Regions from separate parts of the Rattus norvegicus genome. Here region 1 is linked to region 2. The links are chromatin contacts, called in public Hi-C maps. All regions are on one chromosome and are shown on one strand. Each heading gives the region's core, a stretch centred on a gene start, on an enhancer-like site or on the middle of the called end of the contact. The rest is flanking DNA. Distances are from core to core; before and after follow the strand shown.

Region 1 (4,826 bases), core at 931-3,430, 240 kb before region 2:
TATCCCGCTGCATTTGACAGGAAAAGTCAAAATAAGCTTCAAGTAGGAGATTTTTAGTTTTAAGGTTGCATCAAAAATTTTTAACTTCTTAGAGGAAGGCCCAATCATACTTTCCCAAAATACAGAATGAAATAGCAATTTCAGTAAAACAAAAAAGAGACTCATCAAAAAATATCTTCATGTTGGCATAATGGGATTATCCTAAACATTAGCAATGAACATTTAAATTTAAATACATCACTTTCAGCTTTTCCCCTGAGATTTCTCCGTTTTAAAGATGTTTCAGGAATTCATATCTTCTACTTTGGTCAGATGAATAGGAGGAAAGAAGTGGAGGTGTGTTTTGTTTCTTTCTCTCCCCTGCCTTTACAAAATTATTTCAAAGGGAAACTGACTCCTGCAACCCCAGGTTTTGGGAATCGGAGGTGAAATAATCACGAGTCTTGAAAGTATTTATTGAGGAGGGAATGATATCCGAAGCACTGAGCTGTGTTTGACCCGATTACCACTTAGCAATCCTCCCCAGAAATGGCAAGCAAGTGGTAACAAACCGTAACTTCCTACATGTGGGGTTTCACACGGCCGTTCCTTTAAGAATAAGTTTGGATCAATTATCATTCTTGGAGACATATTTCTCAAACAGCTCTGTAATTGATGCTCTACTTTGGTTGGCTGCCTTTTTGTAAGTGGAACACATATACCTTAGAACTATCTAAATGTGTCGGGACAAATGGTGACTCTTACAGGGCTTTCTTTGCTGAGCCATCTTTGCTAGCCCTTATTAAAAAAGAAAATTAAGCAGTCTTACTTTAACTCATGTTGCTTGTAAAAGCTTCTGGGTCTCTCCCCTGTGTACTGCTAAATGTTTTTTCCCATTTTTAATTTTTGAGAAAAAAAATGAGTAGAGAGCCACAGGCAGGGGGGGACCACTACAATTTCCAGGTCAGCTTGTTCTGTACACTGAGTTGTAGGAAAGACAAGAGGCTAGGTGGTGAAACCCTGTCTCACAAACCATACCCTGCCCCCAAACACACACAAAGAATCAAAAGTTTTGAAGTTTTCCCTTATTTGTGTCAAATAGATTCAAACGTTTAGTGTATGGAAAAATGCACCAACTTTAAAACTGGATTTAAAACAGGGTTTCTGGGGATCAGTTTATGCTGGTCAATAGATTGTATCAACATTAATGTTCATATCCCATTTCTTTAATTAAACACTCAAACTACTTTTTTTATCCCGTTTCAGGCATAACCCCCCCAACAAATTTCATTTCAGGCGGTTACACTGAATTGATGTTTGTTAGCTGTAAAACAACAGATTCAACCTTCAATCTATATATAATATAGATTAGCTGAAAGCCTAATGTATACACTGTTAATGAATACTGCTAAAGAGATAAAAAAATATGTTCCTCTTGTTAACTAACTATACTTCCTAGCATTACATAATACTCTTTTTTTGTGTGTGTACAGTGTTAAGCTAATCTGATTACATACTTTAAAAAAATTAAACATGTTAATTTATATAATGGCATTACTATTCCAAGGATATTATTCAAGGATAACTATACACACACAAATCATGTATTCTATGTATGTAATATTATTGATCCAAATTTTAGTTTCCATTGTAGAGTAATTCCAATTTTTTCAACAAGAAAAATCAGATGTTAGGTCCAAAGATGGCATTTACTTGTATATACATACTTTGTTTCCTTAAGTCCGCGACTGGCAAGGCCAAACATTTGACACAATATGGTAAAGCCCTAGAAGCAGTTAATATTCAAATACATCAAATGCACATCTTAACTTTTCTTTTCTGGTCTTGAGGTTTGATTCAGAGAACGCAGGAGCTCCTTAAATCGCAATGTAAACACAAGGACCTCCAAGAACGCCCCAGAGCCTCAGCAGAAGAGTAGACTCTCCCAGCCTTCCCCAGAAGTGTTCAGTGCCGAGAAAGCCAGAGCAGTTTTGAATGGCGCGCCGAGCCCGCAAGGCGGGCACTGGACGATCGCCAGGCCTTCGAAAGAACCCCAGTACCCCACCTTCCCCTACACTAACCTGAGAGCCACCATGCCCATGGGGGCTTCCGAGCAAGTGACGCGATCAGGCCTCGGTGCCGGCCGAAGGACACAGCCGCCCAGCCCCACTTCCGACAAGGTACCCAGGCAGCCATCTTCCCAGCTACCCCTGCGCCCGCTACAGACGTGCACCGGTCGCGCGGTCCCGAGGTCACGCACGCGCAGTCCGCAGGAAGGCGGAGGTTGCTAACTTGCATCACGTGGGATTTGTTTCTCCCGAGGAGACGCATGCGCAAGGGTGCTGTCTGGCGTGTGGCTGTCTCGACTAGTTTGTTCTGTGTACCCCAAAGGGCATTTGGCTTGTGACATTAGGCGTCCTTGGCCGTTTTTCATCGCAGTAAGCTGCAGAAATCTCAGAGAGGAGCTATGGTCAAATGGAGCGTTTGTAAATGGGAAACCGTGTTACCATCCGGAGGACCCAAAGACCTGTGATAAAATTTGCTAGGCTTCTTTGATTACTCCTATGGGGGTAAAAATTCAAGAGGCCAGTCACATTATTGGAGTCGCATCAAACATTCTTTGCTCTCTCCCAAACATTTTCCCACTCACCAGATTGCTAAACATTCAAATGAGCAGCCACAAGTAAAAGTACTGAAAACACTCATTCACATATGGTTGCTCTATGGGTGAAAACCTAAAGTCTTTTGTCAGGCAATCTGGCCATGTTTGTTTATTATGCACATACTTTTCAGTACTCTTTGAACTACCATTCCTTTTATGACTATCCTAAATAAAAAGAACACTGAAGGGACCCCTAGACCAAGTTCCCACCACATAGAGATTTGTCCCACAGACACAAAGGGCAGGGAGTAAAAGACAAATTCTGGACATGGGGGATGAGAGAGAAAGAGGAGGAAACAAGAGAGGAGGAAGGGGTATTTGTTCCAGATGGGGGACATAGGACTGCCTCTGGATAGAGAGAAGACAGATGCGGTCCATAGGAAAAGGGCAGATTATAAAGGTAAAAGGATAAGACCCATGCTAGGATGAGGTGTTTAATTTTGATTGGACATATTAATTAGGACTAAGACAGCCACAGGGGGCTTTTTGCTGGACTTAAATACTTTGATTTTCAGACTTGGTAGTGGGCAGGAAGTGGCCAAATAAGGAAATAGACCTTGGGGGCTACAGTTTCCAGCAAAGCAGAGGAAATGAATGAGAAGGGCAAGGACTTCCAAAGTCATCTTTGCCTGCTCAAGCTGGCTAGACTCCCTTCAACATGAGTTCATAAGGCTGTGTATTATCTTAAAAGAACAGTTTTTGTAAAGACAAAAGCAAGGTGTGTGTGTGTGTGTGTGTGTGTGTGTGTGTGTGTGTGTGTGTGTGTAGTAATCAGTGGCAATAGAAAAATAATTCAAGAAATTGTGATACTAGGGTCTTTGGATTCTGACATCCTTCAAAATAATTTCAGGGGCCTCAAGTCTCATTAAGTATAGGCTTTTATCTTGTCTACTGTGCTGGAAATGATTATACTTTGTAAAATATGCTTTTATGTAAAACCACGTTATTTGTCTTGGTTAGTGTTGCCAACTTGAGCACCTAGGAAGGAGGGTTCTCAATTGGACAATTGTCCCATCCATCAGATTGGCCCGTAGGCACATCTGTGGGGGCATTTTCTCAATTGTTGATTGATGTAGGTGGTCCTAGCCCGCTGTGGGCAGTGCCATCCCCTGGCAGATGGGCCAGAGCTGTCTGTGTAAGATGTTGAATGTGAGTCTGGAAACAATTTAGTAAGCAATATTTCCTCAGTGATGAACAGTTGCCAGTAAGTCAAATAAACTCTTCCCTCCATTAGGTTGTCTTTGGTCATGCCATTTATTGCAAGGACAGAAGCAAAATTGGATATCTTTTAGAGATTTGGGAACAGTCGTTGGTGCCAAAGATAAAAGCAAAGCGTAGGTACCGTGAAACAGGCACGTCTTTGGAGTCTTAAGAACACGGAATGTTAGGTCAGGCTAGTGAAACTTGATGGAGAAAGACAAAATAGACCTTTTCCTTGGGAGCTTCCATATAGGAACCATGTGACTGAAGCTGACTTGCTTCTAGCCCTAGCAAGTCTTTTTCTTTTTTTTAATCAGTTTGATTTAGTGTCATTTCTCTACGCCCCATTCGTAAGGTAACTAATTAATGTCCGCTTTGCCTGAAAATAAGATAAAACACTAAGAAATAAATTATAGTCGTATGACCTCTGTTTGGTTACAAGAACTCCCAGGGCCTGGGGACAGCCTGGAAACCTCACTAAGAGAGATCATTACTGCACAAAATAGCCAGGTACCCACCTGGATCTGCTAAAATGAGATGAATACCTCTCCCTTCCCCCTCTCCTGTCACTGTCACTCAAGTCATTGCTATGAGCCATGGCCACTGGCAGAACTGGAGTTTTCACAGTCCACAGAGAGAGACAGTCTCTTTCAAGATACACTATAGCAAATGGGACATAATTTTGCCTGTTCTCCGCCAGGGTGGAGGTAGACTCCAGAGGACTGAATCACAAAGGTGATGACGTCCAATGAATGCTACCCCACTCTTTGTATTTTGACAGTCGACACCTGTACTTGTGGCTCTTTGGTAATTGCAAATATTGTTAGCCTCCATCCCTTTCTTGCTCTATTTTTTGAAGGTCTCCCGTACTTTATATGCAGCAGCATTTTAAAAGTCATGTGACTAAACAAGATGAAGAAAATATTGTATAGACACACAGAAAGGGGGTAACCCATGGATTCCTTCCTGATTCACACTTACCAGC
Region 2 (4,511 bases), core at 499-2,998:
TTTCTTGGTCTTCCAGAATGATGTTAAGACCTCAGCTCTTCTCTCAGTTAGCAGAGACTACACAGCTATAGGCTGAAACAGTATCATTGACCAATTCACTTTTTTTTTTTTTATTATTAGCTGGTTGTGACTGATAAAAGTTCTTCTATTTTTAGCTGGGACTCTCTCTCTCTCTTGAAGATCTGAATTTACTAGAATTCCTTGTCCCTCGGCTGCTCTTCCCTGTGAAACAGGATGGGTCAGAAAGATAGTACATGGAAAGTGTTCAGAGCCATGGTTGCTTATAGCCATGTCATGTATTTGGCCAAGAAAAGGGATCATAAACAAAAGAGTAAAAAGGTAGAGAGAGAAACATTTGGGGGAGTAGGGATAGGAAATTCCTTATATAGCCACATAACAAGGTGTTGGGAATAGGGTCTGAAAAGCACAGAACTCTCAGAGACAAAAGACCAAATTTCACTGCAGTCCACAGGAAGGACGCAGTGGTAGCGAGCCTGGTACACTCAGGGATTCAAAAGATCCCTGGTCAGAGCCTATGTTTGGAGAGCCAGCGCCATCTGCTGGTCAATCTGGGGAAATGATACTTGACACCTGGAGGCAACCCCAACCCTTTGCAGACTATAAATCCATACTTTCCAATTCACATGGTGAAGAAAAACTCGTCTCAGAGACCTCAAGAACTTGTGCAGGGACATCCCATTGTGCAGGGGACTGTGCTAGCTCAGGTGCGCTGTCATAACAACACATACACTGCTGACTTCAAAGAACTGGAGTTATTTCCCTCTGTTCTAGAGGCTGCAAACTCAAGGTTAAGATGCTACTGGGCAGGATTCTTTCTGAACCCTTATTCTTGGCTTGCAGGTGATTTCCTCCTCCCCACGCCCCTCCCCCAGCACCCCATGTATCATTTTCTCTGTGTGGGCACACATATTCCTGTAGTCTCTTGCTTTTTGTTTGCTTTGGGAGATCGTATTACATATTCAAAGATGACCTTGAATGTCCCCTGGCCTATCTGAGTGCTGGGATTACAGGTTTACGGTGCTGCCATACTTAGCTTCTATTGTCTTTGGGTTTAAATGTCGTTTCGACATCAGTGTGTGTAGATTAGAACCCACTGTAATGGCCTTTCAACTTAATTCCCCCTTCAACACACAATTTCTCCAAATTTACTCACCTTCAGATTAAGGTTTTATTTTATTTGAAGCAGGGGCTCAGTACATAGGTCTGGGTGGCCTTGAACTCACAAAGTTCTGTCTGCCTCTGCCTCTGGAGTGCTAGGTCTAAGGTATGCACCACCACACCTAGTTAGGTTATTATTTTAATAGAAGGATTTGAAGAGAGAGAACATAATTCAGTGACATTAATAGGGACAGCTTCAACTCCAGGCCTCCTGACTGCGTCCTGACTCACTGTGGTACTATGGATCAGGTGTCTTCCAGTCTGAGGAAAACTACAACAGAAATTCAGTCTGAATTGTCTATCTGTGTTTGTGGCTTCCTTCCGGGATGATGAAACAAAGTGAAAAACATTCTCATGTTCAAAGCTCATCCGAAAATTGGGCATTACCTTCCCAACAAGAAAACTACCTGGTCACCATCAGGAAGACACACTGGGTCTTCAGCTACATAGCACCTCTGTACAACCATTCAGGGTTCAGCCAGTCCAGACAGCTTTCAGGTTGCTGAGGGGGAGAGTCCGAGATGACTCAGTGATGAAATGAGAGTCATGTTATTTGCTGGTACTTTGGAACAAAGTCCTAACCAGAGCCATGGTCCTCTTCCACTGATGTGTAGGCACAGGAATGTAGGAGCACACCCCTAACACGCCCATGACCTGAAGGGCTAGGATGCCAAGAGAGTTACTCATCTAAGGGGCACATTCTCACTGCCAGCTGGAAGACCTTGCCTTTGTGCTCATGCTGTCTTCATTACCACTGAACAGAGAGTCTGAAATTCAGTGGCAGCAAGACTGAGGAAGCACGATAGGAGAAGAATAGTGATGTTGTGGGTTACCAACTGTAACCAGTGTGAACTGACCAGTTCCAGGCACTACTAACTCAATCATGGCTCTGGGAACACTGACAAACTAAACTCAGACATCCTCTCTGCTCACATCAGTGCCCAGGACTACACAGACAGAAGCCCTGCAGTCCTGACAGGCTCTCAGCTCTCACAGGAGCTCTGTGTAATCGTAGCTGTAATCTGCTGTGCTGGATCACTTGGCTTCCCTGAGTATTGTCTTACGTGAGGACACACAAGGGCCTTAGATGGTGCGTCCCTTCTCCACTTCAAGACACTGGCCTGGATTTAAGAGTCAAATAAAATCATTTGCAAAGAAGTCACATTTTATTCAGAATAAAAGACCTATCCTTCCTGTGAAATAGTCTCTCTTAGCTGCCCAGAGAGATTTGCAGTAGACTGGTTTTCCCTCAGGTCTATAGAAATGTTCATGTTAGATTTTGCTGAAGGACTGTGTTTTTTGGAGCAACAGCTACAGGATTCCTCGGTGTCTCTCCACCTGCCTCTTCCCTGGTACTCATTCTGTTTTGCTTGACCTACAGAAAACTTGACTTTATTGCATGAGTAAATAATGTTAAGCTACAAATTTATTAAAAGAAAGAGGAAAATGGAACAGGAACTTGAATATGTATAATTCTAGGTTCTTTTAAGAGGTATCACACTGGATTAAGGTTTTTGTTTGTTTTGATTTTTCGTCTGGTTGCCAGACATAGTCGCTCACACTTATAATCCCAACACTCCTGGAGACTGAGTCAGGAGGATTGCAGTCAGTCAGGGTTTCACTCTACCATACCCTTGTCCCCAGAGTGTTACCATCTAGCCTCGTCATAGCTTTTCCTGGCTTTGAGCTCACAATTCCCCTGCCTCAGCCTTCCAAATGCTGGGATTGCAGGTGTGCAGCACCATGGCCTGCCCATGGGTTGCTTTGTTTCCAGCTGAATACGGTTAATTCTGTTGAGACTTAGAAGGGCTACCTGGAAAGGAGCCCTCGGTTCTGTCCATGGTTGACATTATCAGGAGTTCTCAGTACGAAGGAAGAGTACAGTTGTTGATTGCCTTTTAAACTCCTGACCAGGCACATGGCTATTATCTGAAATGCTCTCAAACTCAGAACCAAATGACTGTGACTGGGCATGTGACTGTCTGGACATGTGACTGTCTGGACATGTGACTGGGCATGTGATGTGACTGAACACAACTTTCACTATCCAAATTCCAGTCAGCACCCAGTACTCAAGAACTAAATAGATTCTTGTAAATACCATTTTTAGAAAACATTATCATTTTTAGAAATACATTAGTTTCTTAAACTTGTATTTCAAAGGATAGCCTACTGAAAAGTATATTTATAGTATCCCTCTATATACATATATCATATACATATATGCATTATACACATACATGTACAAATACGTATACACATACATACAAATACACATACACAATCTACATATATACCCAAATGTTCATATACATGTAATATGCTTTCTTGACAGCCTTTATCCATCATTCACTGGTGCCCAGGACAAAGACTATCATCTCATACAAAATGACTAGGTCATCCTTGTTTATCTGTATATCAGGCTTAATTCTATCCCAAGATAGTCTTTGGAGCCGTGGCATGGTACTCAAGAAGAACAAACTCATGGAGGACGATCTCACAGTCCCTACCTTGGAGCATAGCAGCCTGCATTTAATGCTTCTTAAACAGTGAGTATCCCACCCAGCTGTGTGGGCAGTAAGAGGATCACCATGGGTGTGTGTCACAAAAACCAAAACAAACAAACGAACAAAAAATCACTCAGAGACATTGGCTCAGAGTGCTTGTCATAGTATCAAAATATAGTGAGTATTTATGGAATAATGTAAACATTTTAGCAAAGTGTTGAAAGATTCTTAGAGCACTATTCATATACTACGCCTAGAATCCACAGCTTTTCAAAATAGTGTTTTATGGTTTTTTTTTTCATCCTCAAAGCTTTACTATTGTTATGAGAAGAAAATCAAGATAAATGTTGTGAGCACGTGTATTGATATGTGTGTAGATAAAATTGTGTGTAGGTACATGTGTATGTGCTTGTATGGCTCTCATTCTTACTGGCCTGGAACTTGCCAATTAAGTTAGGTTTGCCAGTGTTGGATTCTGGGATTGTGTGGGCTCACTGTGCTCAGGATTGTTTTTGCAGGGGTTCTGGAAATCAGATCTTCATGCTTGCAAGACAAGAATTGTACTAGCTGAACTATCTCCACAGTTTAAGGTGTGGGGGGGGGGGAGGGGAGGGGAAGAAGGGGGAGGGGAAAGGAAGAGGGGAGGGAGGGGGAAGGGGAGTCTGTGTGTGTGTGCAAACTTCTTCTGGAGCATGAAGCTAAATATGTAAACCTTTAATTCCAGTATCAGGGAACAAAAGATGGGAAGATTGTGAGTTCAAGGCCAGCCTGAACTGTCTCAAGATACCAACTAATCAACCAATCGACCCAACTGCCCAAACAATC

The links. A called contact is a pair of places that touch in the nucleus more often than the background predicts.
Region 1: a Hi-C map of Schwann cells shows a contact between it and region 2, with 5 times the contacts expected there. The contact joins the promoter of Abhd10 here to the enhancer-like site in region 2. A contact is called at or near these places in 9 of 12 Hi-C or Micro-C datasets (the A7r5 cell line, Schwann cells, frontal cortex and 6 more) and 1 of 1 datasets of contacts at active chromatin or transcription factors (oligodendrocytes).

What each region holds. Positions count from the first base shown.
Region 1 is chr11:68,541,289-68,546,114 of GRCr8, reverse strand. It overlaps Abhd10 (abhydrolase domain containing 10, depalmitoylase), which reads right to left and starts at 2,180. Exons shown (of 5, transcript NM_001123352.1): 1 at 2,061-2,180. The coding sequence starts at 2,175.
Region 2 is chr11:68,303,513-68,308,023 of GRCr8, reverse strand. All of the region lies in intron 3 of Plcxd2 (phosphatidylinositol-specific phospholipase C, X domain containing 2), which reads right to left. Among named protein-coding and RNA genes, the nearest start is that of Phldb2, 16 kb to the left of the region's middle. Within about 2 kb of position 1,748, at least 11 of the 93 cell types and tissues checked have an H3K27ac peak or open chromatin away from gene starts, as enhancers often do. A contact at or near this core is called in the A7r5 cell line and Schwann cells, where this site is marked.